Regions from separate parts of the Triticum aestivum genome. Here region 2 is linked to region 1. A link is a contact called in public Hi-C data. All regions are on one chromosome and are shown on one strand. The core of a region is the stretch at or near the end of the contact, and the rest is flanking DNA. Distances in the headings are between cores, read along the strand shown.

Evidence for each region. A called contact is a pair of places that touch in the nucleus more often than the background predicts.
Region 2: a Hi-C map of leaf shows a contact between it and region 1, with 5 times the contacts expected there. The contact joins the promoter of LOC123145163 here to the enhancer-like site in region 1. A contact is called at or near these places in 3 of 5 Hi-C or Micro-C datasets (all in leaf).

What each region holds. Positions count from the first base shown.
Region 1 is chr6D:371,098,228-371,106,109 of IWGSC CS RefSeq v2.1, forward strand. No RefSeq gene overlaps it. Among protein-coding and RNA genes, the nearest start is that of LOC123145162, 12 kb to the left of the region's middle. Within about 2 kb of position 2,619, at least 7 of the 8 cell types and tissues checked have an H3K27ac peak or open chromatin away from gene starts, as enhancers often do. A contact at or near this core is called in leaf, where this site is marked.
Region 2 is chr6D:371,427,413-371,435,294 of IWGSC CS RefSeq v2.1, forward strand. LOC123145163 (probable transcription factor KAN2) reads left to right here and starts at 3,462. Exons shown (of 5, transcript XM_044564501.1): 1 at 3,462-4,404; 2 at 4,681-4,757; 3 at 5,943-5,997; 4 at 6,107-6,254. The coding sequence starts at 3,813.

The DNA of each region.
Region 1 (7,882 bases), core at 1,369-3,868:
CCACCTGTTGAGTTTCTGAGAACACAGTGAAAGCCTAGATGAACCATTAGCAGGACAGTTTGGCATGATTTTTCACGGGTATTATGGCTTTGCATTGGCAAAGAGGCCATTCCTCCATGGAAAGTTGATGATGGGTTCCAGAGGAAAGATTTGAGATCTTTTCTAACCTTTTCAATTCTCTTTTCATTCTTTTGTGTATGTTCTCAAAGAAAAAATACATGCCATCAAATCATGGCATGTCTTTAAAGACAAGTTAAAAAGAAGGATTCTCTTTGCTGCCACTCTTTGGTGTCCATGATGATTAACTGGCGAGTGCTGACTGCTGACTGAAGCTTTGTCAAGACCCAATACTGCACTTGCGCCCACCTCTTCTGTTTTCAATTCGGCTACCATGTCAGTCGTCCCAATGATGAAGATCCAGTTTCCTAACTTGCAAGTGCTCAGCCTTGAGGCGAAGGTACGCTTCATACAAAATGTAAGTGCGCATAAACTATAAAGTTCCTTTAGATTCATGTCACCCCTTATCAGTGAGTCTTATTGAAAGATAAATATTCCGTGTCCTAACGAGGAAAAGACCATTGGTTCCAACCTCCAACTTGTTATGTCGCCTAATTCAAGAAAATAATCTTCTGGTAGGAATCCACCTATCGCCTTGATGTCTGCCCATCAGACACTCCTGAAAGACATTCTCATCTGCCCAACTAGCTTGAAAATTCGATCATATGATCCCTCGCCATACAGTTGATAGTTGATACTATGGTCGTAGTGTGAAGGCCCTTTAGGACAGGGTACTGCCTGTTATCTCGTCATGCATGTTCTTATTTTTCAACATGCTAATAAGTAATGGCTCATGCTGCGCATGCTGACATGGTCTTGTGTCCGGCGCTAGCTTACATGTGGTGTCTGAAAGCCGTGAGTGGCCGGAGTAGAGTGGGCGTGTTGAGTCAAATCTTGGCTTCCCACAGTTTCCCCTTGCATGCACATCAAGCTCAGTTTATGTTCATGGCAGAAATTGCTGGAGTGCCTCCATGTGGACACCAGCTGCTTCGTTCCAATCCATCTAGTCCTGTGTAGTCTCGCCATAGAGGGTCCATGGCCATACCATGCAATGCAGACAATGGCCACTGGTTTTTTGTACCATGATGAGTAAATTGTTGTTGGATGGCCCTCTGCCTCTGTTGAATGGCTCTCAAAATCCTCAACAGGATGTGACCACACTCTGAGCGGGGACAAAGCATTAAAGGCCACAGAGTTCAAGGCCTCCATGTCTAATGCCATGACTTACATGCTCACTGCTCTTGCATTTCAAGCAGTAGTGACATAGTAGTGGAATCAGGCCATCAGCCGATAGCGTGTTAAGTATGAAATCTAGGAGACGGGGCATCATTGTTTACGAGGCTGTGACTTGTGACTTTGTGAGCAGGAAGCAGGGTAACTCTTCTTGGTCAAGTATGCTAAGCCTGAAAGTTTTGAGGATCCAATATAGATATTGCCGAACTAATCTTTGAATAGTGCACTTCACATGGTCCGATCTAGGCTTTGCAAAGTCAAGTGAGACCAAAACCTTGTTTGAACCGATCTGGGGCCTCTTTGGTTCAGAGATTTCATAGACATTTCAGAGATACTATTTCTTACATGTTCAAGAATTTTTCTTCTTCTTCTTCTATATAAACCTTATTTGATTTGTATGGTTGAAAACTAAAGGAATTTTTCCTATATGATCTATCTCAACATGTGAGAACTGAGCGCTAGCTCAATGGCTGGTGTTCACAGTGGCAAAACCCGCCCACCCGCCCGTTTTATCTACTTCAACATGCAAATTCCATAGAAAATTTTCAATCAAGTCAAATGTCATAGAAACTTTCTTTCATTAGAATTCTAAAATGCTATGCCATATTTCCCCCCTTCAACCCCCTAGTAATGCCTTTTGAAATCTCGCCAACCAAAGAGGCCCCTGGTTTACCGCATGTAGTCTTGCTGTGGCATCCCAATTGGCCTGTCAGTCATACATATATACAAAAACAATGATGATATTCTTCTCCCGTGTTAGCTCATTCTGAATTCAGTGACTGCTTAGTCATCCATATTCTCCTCAAACAAAACCTCTATTGGTCCAAGTATAAACAGGGCTTGTTAGCATAATCATTATACAATCACATTCCCTGTCGGCATCGTGCTATTTTATTCCGCCTGCTAGATCAAATCAGGTTTGTTCCGTAGTGGCTTCCATTGTCAGATTTTATCAATTGCTGAATTCAGTACCACCCTTTGACTCACCGGTCATTTCCCCATGTCCACAACATTAATTTAGAAACCATCCTTGTCTGTACACGGAATCTGGCGCTCCGATTATCAAATCCTCAATACTGGCGTAGATGCCCCTAGGTATGCGTGTGCGCCACAGTGAGCACGGGGTAACAACATGTAGTCTAGTACTGCTGTACGCCAGTACTGTACTGTACTGAAGTACTGGTAGTGGTATAGTATTAACTAACAGGGATGGATAGATAGGTTTTCCTTCTGAAAAGTAAAGAGAGAAGGACTGGGTGGGTAATATGGTGGTCAATCCGTGGGCAAGGTGCAATTGTGACTGTCGGTAGTTGGACCAGACCAGGCCACGGAAACGGCGGGGGCCATATGAGATAGGCGGGGCCAGCCGGCCACGAGCCATGCATGCACAGTGCATGGCTAGTGGTGTGGTGGGCGTTCGCAATCTAAGTTGTACTGTAGTATGCAGGTCACCCGCTCCTTGGGCATTATGTGTGCATCCACTTAACACATTTGCAACTGCGCCCGAGGGGTTGGTCTCCGTCCTGTCCACATCCATGCACATGGCGCGATGTTGGAGATTGTTCCTGTGGATTTTTCTTTTCTCTCTTCCGCTCCAGTGTGCGACCAAGAGCGCGACTGCTCATGCCTCAGCGAGGCAATGCAGCGCAAATAATGCGTGCAGAACCATGTCTCCATGCAATACAGGCCTTTCTTTCTTTGAGCATTTCACGCGCAAGCAGGCAGGCAGCTAGCTATTTGCTTGCTGGTGAGCTGCTTTCGCTGTCCGGGCAGTTTAGCGCCCAGAAACAGATGGGCGTGTTGGTTCCGGGCGATATGGCCGCGCGCGAGGCCAGATCGTCGCTGGCAGATGGATCCACGAAAGCAACAATTCCCCTGTAGGCTCAAGATCAGAGGACCCATGCGTGCATGCTTGTTCCTCTCCGTGCATGCGTAACAAGCGCATACGACGAACAACGTCACAGCGCCGTGACAGCGACGAATGGACGAATAAATACGCACCGCCCTATTACTTCCGGTGTCTGGCGATCTCATTACATTAGCAGGTGTGCAGTATTCATCGATTTTGCCAAATGAATGATGGGGCCGAGTTATTAGCTGTAGCTGTACGATGGCTAACTATCACTGCACTGCACGCGACAGTGCTGTAAGTCCGATCGCTCGCTCGCGCGCGTGCATTCAAACGGCCTGGCCCCGGTTCGGTCGAGCTTAAGTACGTACGTGCGTCCATCTATCGATCGATCACTGTATCGTGCCGCAGAAAGTACCTGTCACCTTGCTGTGCGAGATCCGGCGACCGTCCACGCATCAAACCGCGCTGGAATGTTCACAATGCCTCACTTTAACTTGATCGGCGGTGGCGGTACTTGGATGGATGGATCCTGGGGAGGGGGGGTCGAGTTCTTAATAAGTCCTGCCGGAAGCTGCGCGCAGCATGCATGCAGCTGGTAAACGATCCATGCGATGCGTACGGCGGACCCAATTTACGCACCGTCCTGCGTCGCGTGCGGCATGTGCGCGGGCGTGCCCCGGAGACCGACAGTGAGGTGCTTTCTCCGCGCGGCGGATTAAACGAATGTACTACGTCCTCGACGAGAGGGGGAGAAGGAAATCCCCAGACGGATCGATGCGCAGGCGCATCCGCCAGAATTGCTAAACCTCCTTCCTACGGAGAATCACCTCACGTACCCTCCCTGACGCGCGCATTTGCTCCGCCTGCGGCGTCCGCGTGTGCCTACGAAGATTCCACGCTGAACGGAACGCGGTACTGGCCACGATCTCATAAGTTTGGAACATGAGTAGCTTTCCTTCTAGTAGTCGTCAACTGCTTGCTTGCTGCTTTGGGAGATTGAGTTCTTGGAGAGTAAAAACCTCTCCCAACGGTTGAGTTGAGTGTGCGTGGTTTTTGGTACTCCCGTCTTCAGGTACCTGGTTTCAGCACGCATTCAACTGGTTTGGTGTGTGTTTTGGCTCTTCATGAAAATTGCAAGTAAATATTGTGTGCTTGGGGTACGTTGCTTCTTGTAGCTAGATTTCATTCTGGAGCATAGAATATGAAGGCAGGGCTCGGTCAAACGTGGGTTGAGCATTTGGGGTACTATCACTTATCTGTACGACTGTACCTCACTGTAGTGTGGTGGACTCACCAGGGGCTGCGGTAACTGAAGCCCCAGCCCAGCTTCCTCTGCCCGAACCATGAGGTTGGGGTAATACCATCAAGGTTGAGTGGTAAGTTATATGCCATGGAGCCTCCACATTTGTCACGTGGAAACCAAATTCTCAATATAACTTGGTAGGCAGTACTACTGAGATGGCAATAAACCGCTGATGAATTGTGAAGCTTAACTGAATACACAAATATCAGGCGAGTACCACTATGGATTCATTACATCAAAGTGAGGAAAAATGAACCTTACTGCTCCACCCATCAATTGTTTCGTAAGTACTACACATTACAATCTCAACAACTACGGACATGGTCAAAGCAGTTGGCTCTGACATCCCAATGGTTCTCGGTAGGATCTGCCGATAATAACTGAAGGATCAAAGATCAAAGAGTGAATAGATGACCACAGAGTTTAAGTTAGTATAGTTTCGTAGAGATGCAACTAAGGTGAATCACCCTATACAATAGAAGCAACTAGCTAACAAACTAAACAATTCAAAAATAAATAAGCTAAACAAGATAAGGGCATCTCTAGCAGATCCCCTATCCTAAAAGATCAAAACCTTTTCCCAATCTCATTTTCCAATTTTTTCAAACCTTTTCAAACTTATTATAACATATTCGTTAATAACCTTGGATGTTTATGTACACACAATTCAAATACATAAGAATTTAATGTTCCCAAACAAAACCATTCAAATGAAACACAACATACGGTCCAAATGAACTAAGAATCTAAATAAACATGATGTGTTGTAAAGGCGCCAATGACGCTCAATAAAATCTTCTTGAAGTCGATTGCGAGCTTGACGGTTCCCGATTGTTTGGTGTGCTTGGGGGAAGGCCTCAATCCTTTTTGGGTTCTGTTCCGACTTCACCAAGTGCCCATTGAAGAAATACCGAAAGTCATCTGGGTCCTCTCTCTCATCCTCAATGATCATGTTGTGCAAGATAACACATGTTGTCATGATCTGCCATAGGGTCTTAGGTTTCAAATACTCAAAAGGGCCATTGACAACCGTGAAGCGTTTTTTAGCACACTAAAAGCTCTCTCGACATCTTTTTAGTAGATTCTTGGCAAGCTACAAAGTGAAATTTCTTGTTACCTTTAGGTTTGTCCATACTCTTCATAAATGTGGCCCATGGAGGATAGATGCCATCACCAAGGTGGTAACCATGTTGTACTCGTGTCCAGTGACAACATAGTTGCAAGGTGGATTGTCACCGGCAACAAGGCTTGTAGGTCGCTGGAGGACAATGAGATCATTGTGAGAGCCAAGCATCCCAAAGTATGTGTGCCAAATCCAAAGATCATGTGATGCAACAGCCTCAAGAATGATGGTTGGGTCGTGGCAATGCCCTCTGTACCGTCCTTCCCATGCCACCTGATAATTCTTCCATGTCCAACGGATACAGTTAATTGATAAAAGCATCCCTGGCCAACTTCACTCTTCACTTTTTGCCATTATCCTCTCGGTATGTTCTTCAGTGGGAACCCTCAAGTACTCCAATACATAGATCTTGATCACAACTGCTTAGAATTGTCTCACACATTTAGCATGATATCTTCCCTAATGCAAACATAGTCATCAATGGCATCGTTGAGGCATCCATAAGCGAGGACTCGCACGACTGATGTAATCTTAACCAATGAAGTTGCACTTGTTGCTCCCAATGCATTCCTTCTCGGTTGAAACCTGTTGGAAATATGCCCTAAAGGCAATAATATTTTATTATTATATTTCAATGTTCATAATTAAGAGTTTATATTCTATGCTATAATTGCTATGATCCTGGAATATGCAATTCAGTGGAAAACTCATATGCACGTGTGGAATGATAAACGGTAAAATAAGATTCCTAGTCTTGCCTCTAAGACCAACTCAAGTGTTGTTGGTGATCACGTTTTCCGGACCTTAGGATATCACTAACTGTAACGATAGTCGTAACACAACATTGAGGGTATGACGTTAGAAGAACGATCATATTGAATCGACCCAAACTTGTTTGTTATACTCTGATATGTTGTCACAAGTCAATTGTTATAACACGGGGTGCTAACATGTGTTTTAGTTCCTTAGACCATGAGAGTATCGTAGTCACTTCTTACTGTACGATGAGCTTTGGGGTTGCTCAAACGTCATTTGTAACCAGGTGATCATAACGACAACTTATAGGTTCATCGGAAAGTTTGACAAGGGACTCGATAGCTCGAGAGTGGGATTTGCTCCTCTGATGATGGAGAGGTATTCTTAGGGCCCTCTCAGTGTGATGACGTCCATCATCATCATCTGGCAAGACACGGGTGACTATGTCATGGGGATACCAGAACACTTCAACGAGAAAGAAGAACAAAACCCTACAAGAGGGGAGTGTGTCTACATACCCTTGTAGACCGAAAGCGTTAGCGTCGTAACGTGGTTGATGTAGTCGTACTCTTCATGATCCAATCGCGATCCAATCCGATCTAGTGCCGAACGGACGGCACCTTCGATATAGCACACGTTCAGCTCGATGGCGTCCTCTCCTTATTGATCTAGCAAGCGAGGGAGAGGAGGTAGATGAGATCGGAACCAGCATGGCAGTATGGTGGTGGTGGCAGCAGCGGAATTTCGGCAGGGCTTCGCCAAGCGCATACCGGAGGGACGTGGGAGGAATTGGGATAGGGAACGGGCCAGGGTGAAGGGGTGGAAGCCCTCATGCGCCTCCTGAGGGATTCCCAGGCTAATAAGGGGTCCTCGGGCTGCCAGCCTATTTCTCATGGGCAGGACTGGTAGGCTGCTTATTGATCGACATGACTAGACCGGACTTCGGGCAAGCCTGTGTTCTAGAAGGAAACCTTCAAAGGCTTGGCGTGTAATCCAAGACTTACTTCGCGTAGCCCGTGTCCTCATCCCATGCTGGTAATCGACATATGTAACCCTAGGTACCCCTGGTATCTATATAAACCAGGGGGCTAGTCCGTAGAAGGGTAGAACCACCATCCTACTCATCTAGAGCTTAGTTCATCCGATCTCGTGGTAGATCAACTCTGTAATTGTCGTATACACACATCAATATAATCAAGTAAGACGTAGGGTTTTACCTCTTTCAGCGGGCCCGAACCTGGGTAAATACTATATGTGCGTTCTCTTGTTGCCCATTGATCCAAGATCCACAGCTCGGTACCCCCTACCCAAGATCTGCCGGTTTTGACACCAACATTGGTGCTTTCATTGAGAGTTCCATTGTGGGATCATCGGAGGATCGATGGCTCACTTAGTCATCAGCGATGGCATCCGCACTGGGGGCAACTTCGTACCCGGCCAGCTCTTCGCATTTGGCGCCATTGTTCTGCACGCCAACTCGACTGGTCACCTTGAGCAGATCAATAGCCTCGCCCCCGGACAGATAATCCGGTTTGGCAACCTGGAGTACGTTGCCGAC
Region 2 (7,882 bases), core at 2,212-4,711, 330 kb after region 1:
GGTGGGATTTGAGAGTGTGGGACTTGAGCACTTCACGTGTTCTTGCCATTGCATTAGTTGCATCGATTTGAGTTCTCCATGTTGATAAGTGGAAGTGAAAGTTGAGAAGCTTATTACTCTTGGGTGCTTGGACACCCTAGAGCTTCTGCCTCTTGGGTGCTTGTGCACCCAAGACGGTTGGTGATGTCGCGGAGCACAATCATTGTGGTGTAAAGCTCCGTGTAAGCTTCGGGGTCTCCAATTAACTTGTGGAGATTGCCCTGAGCAATTTGTACGGGTTCGATGACCACTCCAAGGGTCTCCAATTGTATGGGTTCGGTGACCTCCCTCAAGGATCCCTTAGTGAAATCACGACACCTTGCATTGTGCGAGGGCGTGAGGAGAATACGGTGACCCTAGTAGCATTTTGGGGAGCATTGTGTCTCCACACCGCTCTAACGGAGATTGGCATCTGCAAGGGTGTGAACTTTGGGATACATCGTCGTCTCCGCGTGCCTTGGTTATATCTTAGGCAAGTTCTTTTGTTATACACTTTGTGATACCCTTCGCGCTTGAAGTTATATATCTTGCTATCACTTAGTCGTTTGTCTTGCTTAGCATAAGTTGTTGGTGCACATAGTTGAGCCTAGTATATTTAGGTTTTGTGTTGACAAATTAAACACTAGTTTATTCCTCATTCGTTCAAGCCTAAACCGTAATGATTTTAAAGCGCATATTCACCCCCAGGCGAAATCCACATCCTTTCGACCGGGCCCAGTTGCGAGTCCAGGGTGGATTTGTAACTGGGGCAAAAAAAGATCAATGACTCAGTTGCATGACAATGATGGATTTGTAACTATGACGACAACAAAGGGTCATGCCCAATTGCGAGTTGTAGGTTGACTTGCAACTACGGCAAAAAAAGATCAAAAGCCTAGTTGTGAGTCAATGGTTGTCTTGCAAGTAGGATAAATAGGGGTGGCTAGTTGTGACTTAATGGTTGACTTGCGACTGGGCCAAAAAATAGTCAGTGCCTAAAAGTTGCGAGTTGAAGGTGAACTTGCAATTGAGGCGAAATAAAGTCAGGCCCAGTTGCAAGTTAAGGGTGCACTTGCACTAATGCAAAAAAATAAGAGTCGGACCCAGTTATGATACAAAAGAAACATCGAGCCCAGTTGCATGTCGAGGGTGGACTTGCATCTGGAGAGAAAAAATTCAGACCTAGTTGTGAGTCAAGGATGTACTTACAACTGGGGAAAAAGGATCAAGGGCCTAGTTGCATGTCAATGGTGGACTTGCAACTTGGACAAAAAGTGGGTCGGACCTAGTTGTGAGTCGTTGGTTGACTTGCAATCGCGGCAAAAAAAAGATCAAGAGCCCAATTGTGAGTATGGTTGTCTTGCGATAGGGATAAAAAATGGGGCAGACTCAGTTGCGAGATGACGGATAACTTGTAACTTGGACAAAAAAAGCTCCTAGTTGCGAGTCAATGGTGGACTTGCAACTGAGGGGGAAAAGTCAGACCCAGTTGTAAGTTAAGTGTGGACTTGCAACTAATGTAAAGAAGTGTTGGGTTCAGTTGTGATACAAACAAATATTGAGTCCAATTGCGAGTTGAGAGTAAAATTGCAACTAGAGACAAATAAAATGTTGAGCCCACTTGCAAGTTAATAGTGGTCTTACAACTCAGGCATAGAAAAAAGGTTTGCCTGAGTTGCAAGTAGATGGTGGAGCTCTAACTCGGGCAAGAAAAAAGGTCCCACAAAAAAGGGTTGCACAAAAGAAAGGCGTCGCTCTAGTGGAAGAGAAAGGGGAAATGAAGAGAGAAGGAATGGGGACAGAAAACGCAGTCACAAAATGGAGGCGATAAAAGAGGTAGCGAACAAAGCACCCTGTCTCTTTCGATTTTACAAAGTAGGCCAATAACAAATGACAAAAAAATCCCATAAAAACAAAACAGAGACTAAACAAAAATAGGCCTGATAAAACAATTGGATATTGCGACAACGCGGTATGCGCGCCCATGGGATGCGCCCGACAAGAACATAGTGGGATCAAGTTTGTGCAAAGAATACAACGAATTGATTGGACAAGCCACAACTTAGATGAGACATTGTTAAATCTCATCTAGATGAGATTTACCAAACCTGATTTGAAATTTGTTCAAATATTTTTAACATGTTCATGAATTAAAAAAGCACAAATTCAAAAAAAGTGTTGAAAAAATAAATAAAAAAATCATGAATTTTAATAACTGTTCGCACACTTCAAAAAGGTGTTCACATACTTAAATATCATGAATTGAAAAATGGAAAATGGAAAATGAAAAGGAGAAGAACAAAAAAAGAAAAAGAAATAAACGGACACATTCACTCTACTAGGGTAAACATAAAAAACAAGAAAAGAGGAATGTTATTTTTGACAAAATTCCATCACTGGATTCTATCTACTTGAACATTTGTATACAGGAACAAAAAATAAATAAAAATAAGAAATCTAATTCATACTTTCACAGCAAAACGAAAAATGTCTAGCAACCTAAAATAATGACTTGCTATCTAAAAAAACTCCCCCCGTCACTCAAAAATACAACATTAGCTTATCTTCAATCGCACTAAGCATGGTTGAGGAAATTTTACTCCACATGTATAGACACATATAATAACAAAAAGACAAAAATCTACGAGTATGGAGACATACTTGAACAAAAATTTCTAATCGCAGTAGCTAATATGCATATATAGACACAGAAAAAAAAAGAAGCAAAACCATGAGACAATGAAAAGCACACAGGTAATCCGGCCCACAAGAATGTACAGACAGAAGAGCAACTATTTTTCGCCATTGGCCCTGGCCCAGGAACGACAACTTAAACACACACAACCGAGAAACGAACACATCGGACATACACATAGAGCGTGAGCGACAACTCTCGGATAAGTAAACGAGCGTGAGGGACCGTTGCACCAATTTTGCAGCAAGTTTTTTTCTCGATTTTGCAGCAAGTTTGATCCTGTGGTGATGGACTTAGATGTGACATAATTATACCTCATTTAGATGAGATTTAGCAAATCCGAAAAATAAATGTGATTCCCAAACAAGGTTGCCTCCCAATTTATTGTTCAGGCGTCACTTGGAAACAATTAAATGTAAAACCCAGCCAGTAAATCTTCTATTTTGTACCCCTACATGACGAACCGGGAAAATTCTGGAATTCCGAACTAGGATGTAGTCTGTCCATAAGAACACCAACCTGAACTGCATGTACTCCTGCGTATAATTCACGTGAGGATGAAGAATGGGCATAAAGCCCGATAAGGGAATAATACCTCACTTCTTGCCTTCCCGCGAGCATACATCCCAATCAAAAGTGTCATTTTCCCACTGCAATCTGCCACCAAACACCCATAAGAGAGAGAGACTGCGAGGAATAAAAAGGGGAGGAGATAAAGAAGGAGAAAAAACGCGAGGAACGAAAGTGAAAGGGGGCGCATGGTGTATGGACGAAAAGACCAATCTATATCTTCCATCCTAGGCCGGCCACCTCCAAGCAACAAGTTACACTCGCCTCTTTTTCACACAACACATCCAAACAGACACTCCTGTCCTTCACCATTCCAAGTCCCCAGCTCTCTCTCCTCCTCCCATCCCTCAGCTCCTCCCCTCCCCCCTCCTCTCTCCCAGCAAGAAATCTTCCAAGTTCCGCACCTCAATTCCGCCCTAGCCCAACCAGCAACCTTTGGCCAACTCTGTCGATCTCTCTAGGTAGCCACAAGTCCACAGCGGCAGCGGATATCACACCACTTGCTCTTCGCCAGTTGCGAGAGGGATCAATGGAGCTGTTCCCGTCGCACCCGGACCTGCAGCTCCAGCTCCAAATCAGTCCGCCCCCTGCCACCAAGCCAATGGACCTAGGGTTTTGGAAGAGGGCTCTCGACACCACCGCCGCCGCCGCCGCCGCCGCGACCACGGCAGCATCAGCGGGAGCTACCTTCGCACCTCCGTCCATCGCCAGGACACACCCCTCGGTGCCGGCAGCTGCCGGCGGCGGCTTCCATGCAGCGCACTACGGCGCAGCCGATGGCCACCTGGGCGGGCTGCAGTTCTTGCAGCACACCCAACCCATCCTCCACGAGGTGCAGGACCTGGCAGCGATGAAGCCCATCCGGGGCATCCCCGTGTACAACACCTCGCAGTCGCTCCCCTTCCTCCAGAGCCAGCTCCACCACCACAACTACCACCACCAGCATTGCTACGACGCGATCGGCGGCGCGGCAGGCGGGCCGAGGTCGCCCGGCAAGGTCGGCGCGCTGCGGCTGGCGGCGCCGCCGGCCAAGCGGAACTCCCGTGCGCCCAGGATGCGGTGGACCACGTCGCTGCACGCGCGGTTCGTCCACGCCGTCGAACTGCTCGGAGGCCACGAGAGTATGTACTGCTAACTGCTTCTCGCGCGTTCAAGTGTTCGTTTTCTTCTTCTCCTGAATTTTCTTGCTCGTTAGCAGCCGTTAGATGATTCTTTTTCTTCTAGCTAGCAAAGTAGGCAATCCTGTTGATCGAATCTTGCATTTCTTGTGCTGGCATTCAAAAGAACTAGACAAGGATGCATGGGCGTATTGGCATAGTACAGGCTAAGCTCTATATATGTTGGTGAAGGAATTATTGTGTACTGTTTCTTATCCTTCCTCTCTTGCGATTGTGCAGGAGCAACGCCCAAGTCGGTTCTTGAGCTAATGGACGTGAAGGATCTAACCTTGGCCCATGTCAAGTCTCACTTGCAGGTGAGGAGATCTTCTTTAACTACATAAAGTCCATGGTTAGCTCATTGGTTATACTATTTAATTAAGCTTTGATCACTTGTGCTAGCTCTCCTCAACGTACGTGTAGATCTACTACCACTTCAGATACTCCTTGATGTATGCATAACACACCTAATTGATTTGCAAGAGAATTCTACGTGCACCACGCGACCTTTAACTCATCATTTCTTGCTGCCGGAACAATATATAGTAGTACTAGTATTAGTTTTAAATGTTTGATGCATCTTCGGTCGGTCATGCATGTAAGAATAGTCATTCTACAGTTCACTTTCTGAGCAGTAAATTCCCCCTCTTGCTCGTACCTCCTCCCTCTATCTCTATCCCTGTCTCCCTCTAGCTTTACCACGACGTGGTGAGGAGAGGGGAGGAGGGCAGCTTTTCAATAAAAACCCGAGATCAGCAGCTGAGCAGCACAAAGATAAGCATGCAACGGGAAGCAAATGCGTGCCATTAAAAAGAGGAACGTCACACACAGTCACCGGAGAGGGAACGGTGGATGGATGACACAGTGGACACATGTGCACACAGGAGCGCGCACACATCCATTGATATGAATATGAATATGATACACATCCATGCATGCTGTGCTGCCCAAGAGCAGACGGCCCGGCAAGTACAACCCTGCATCATTTCTCAATAATTAAGGGCTTCTCTGCCTGCACACAAGCTACTAGCTGATCGCGCCATCAATGCCCCAATTGTGCATATATGCCGCTGCCCGCCCCTGCCACCCGTATTTATTGATCCGTCTCGTAGACCACCACTACACACCTTTGACTTTAATACTTCTACTACACTGCTCATCCTAGTTACTACTCCCTCACTCCGTGAATAAGTGTATTTCTAGCTTTTGTCTTAAGTCAAAGTTTTGAAATTTTGACCAATTATATACAAAAGAGTAATAACATGTATGACATTAAATTGATATATTATGGAAGTACATTTCAAAATAGATCTAGTAATATTAATTTAGTGTCATAAATGCTAGTACTTTTTTTTATAAAGTTGGTCAAAGTTGATCTAAGACAAAAGCTAGAAGTACACTTATTCACGGACCGAGGGAGTAGCTTTATTTAGTCAGCTATACTTGCTGTGTATGCTTCCTGGTTCGTATCAGCGGGTATTCATCAGTTGACTGTCTTGCAGATGTACCGGACCATCAAGACCACTGACCACAAACCAGCTGCTGCCTCATCCTACGGTATGATCAGTGTATATTGTACAAGTGTCACTGGCGTCTCGGTATCCCAGTGACAGACACAGATCGACATAGCATTGGATTAGCAGTGAGTAGAATATTTATTTTGCAGGACAAGCCAAGACAATCATCGACATCCCTGACGACAGCTCCTTCGACATCGCCAACACCAGCGGGTCTGAGTCTTCAGTCCAGCAATCAAATCTTGACGGGAACGAGCATGGATCCAACATGTGCGCTCTATGGAGCAACAACTCGAGGTAACAACGCCATTGCTAGCTAGCTTCTTTGTTGGTACTCCTCGTTTTGTATTCTGGTGGATGCATGCTGCTATATCACATGAGAGAACACACACAGTACCAAATCCTACACTAATATAATTCCCTCAGTGTTCAGTGCACCGGTGATGATCTCGGTTTGAATTTGTAGATTTATGTAGAATGATATATGGGCCCCTTCCCTTGCTACAATTATGGATTGATCCATGTCAAACTAAATATTCCTAGCTGGTGGGCTATTAATGGATATCAGTAGCTAGCTAGCTAGCAATAGCATGCACTTCAGAATTACTCCACACTGCTGGGCTCCGTCTTTTCTGCTATTTCAGGCGAAATGACAGAGCGGGGTACAGCTAGCTATAAGTCTAGCTAAACATTCTTGTGAGACAGAAAAACTGCTTTGCAGATCGATATAACTCCAGAGTCCTTACAGGTCAAAAGCTGCTGGTAATTTCCTGTGTAGAGCGCTAAAGCAACAAAGTACGCTTAAATACACGCGTACTACATGCTGTAGTAGTAGCACACATGCATGTTTGGGCTCTTCATCTCATGCATGATGATGTCTACAGGTATTCGTCAAGAATCAACTGTCACATTACATACATGATTAATTGATAGATTATGCATTTAGAATGATATAGTTGATCTGAAGAGGGTGCTTTAAGGTTCAAACCGCAGTCTAGCTAGTGCCTGCTTTACGCAAAACAAACTCTTATTCCTTTGTCTCATTTTCTTTGTTCCTACCATATCAACCACCTCCAAGTGCTCACAAAAAGCACCAGGGCTCTACCTTTGTTCCATCTGCTCCCCATGATGGTGCAATCATCTCTTGAATATATTATACATTAAGCTCTTTCATTAAACATATCCATCTAGCCATAGGCAGAAAAAGTGCACACACATATACACTTTCCACGACTACAATTAATTAAGGAGGCAATATAGTAGCACTACCATGGAATCTTGACCAGAAGTTACATCAGAAGCAACATGACATATATATATAGTGCTATACACAATTAATCTCTCTTGCGTGACCAGGCGTAGCTAGCTCTTCTACACATATCTGTATGTATATACAATCGCATACAAGCATCCAGCCGTCCATGTACCATATACATACACACGTACTGTGGTACTTAGGACTCTGCACGGCCAACTGTATAGCCATGTAACCCTAAAAAAACTGTATAGCCATGTAGGAGAGGAGTGAATGGTGTACATGTTTATTTAGATAATGACCGGAGAACATATGATATGTATGTGCATGTGCACACACATGTGGTGTAAGCAAGCATTGATCAGTGTGCCGTACCACATGGGTGAGTAAATAACGCGGCAAGCACCAAGCTATAGCTAATTACACAGCTTTTTACCCCCCATTAACCCCTCTGATAAAGCGAGCTGCTCGCCATTGACAGCATCTTAACAGTGAAAAGTTAGAGTTGCGCGCTTTGTTCCCTGCGCCTTTTCCCGCCTCTCCCGTGTTGCATGCAAATGGACTCCCACTGAAGAAAAGATGTGTAGATAGATCATAGATAGATAGGCCGGCATTTGATTCTTTCATCAGCCCATGATATACAGAAAAGAAGTTGATACTTAATTCAATT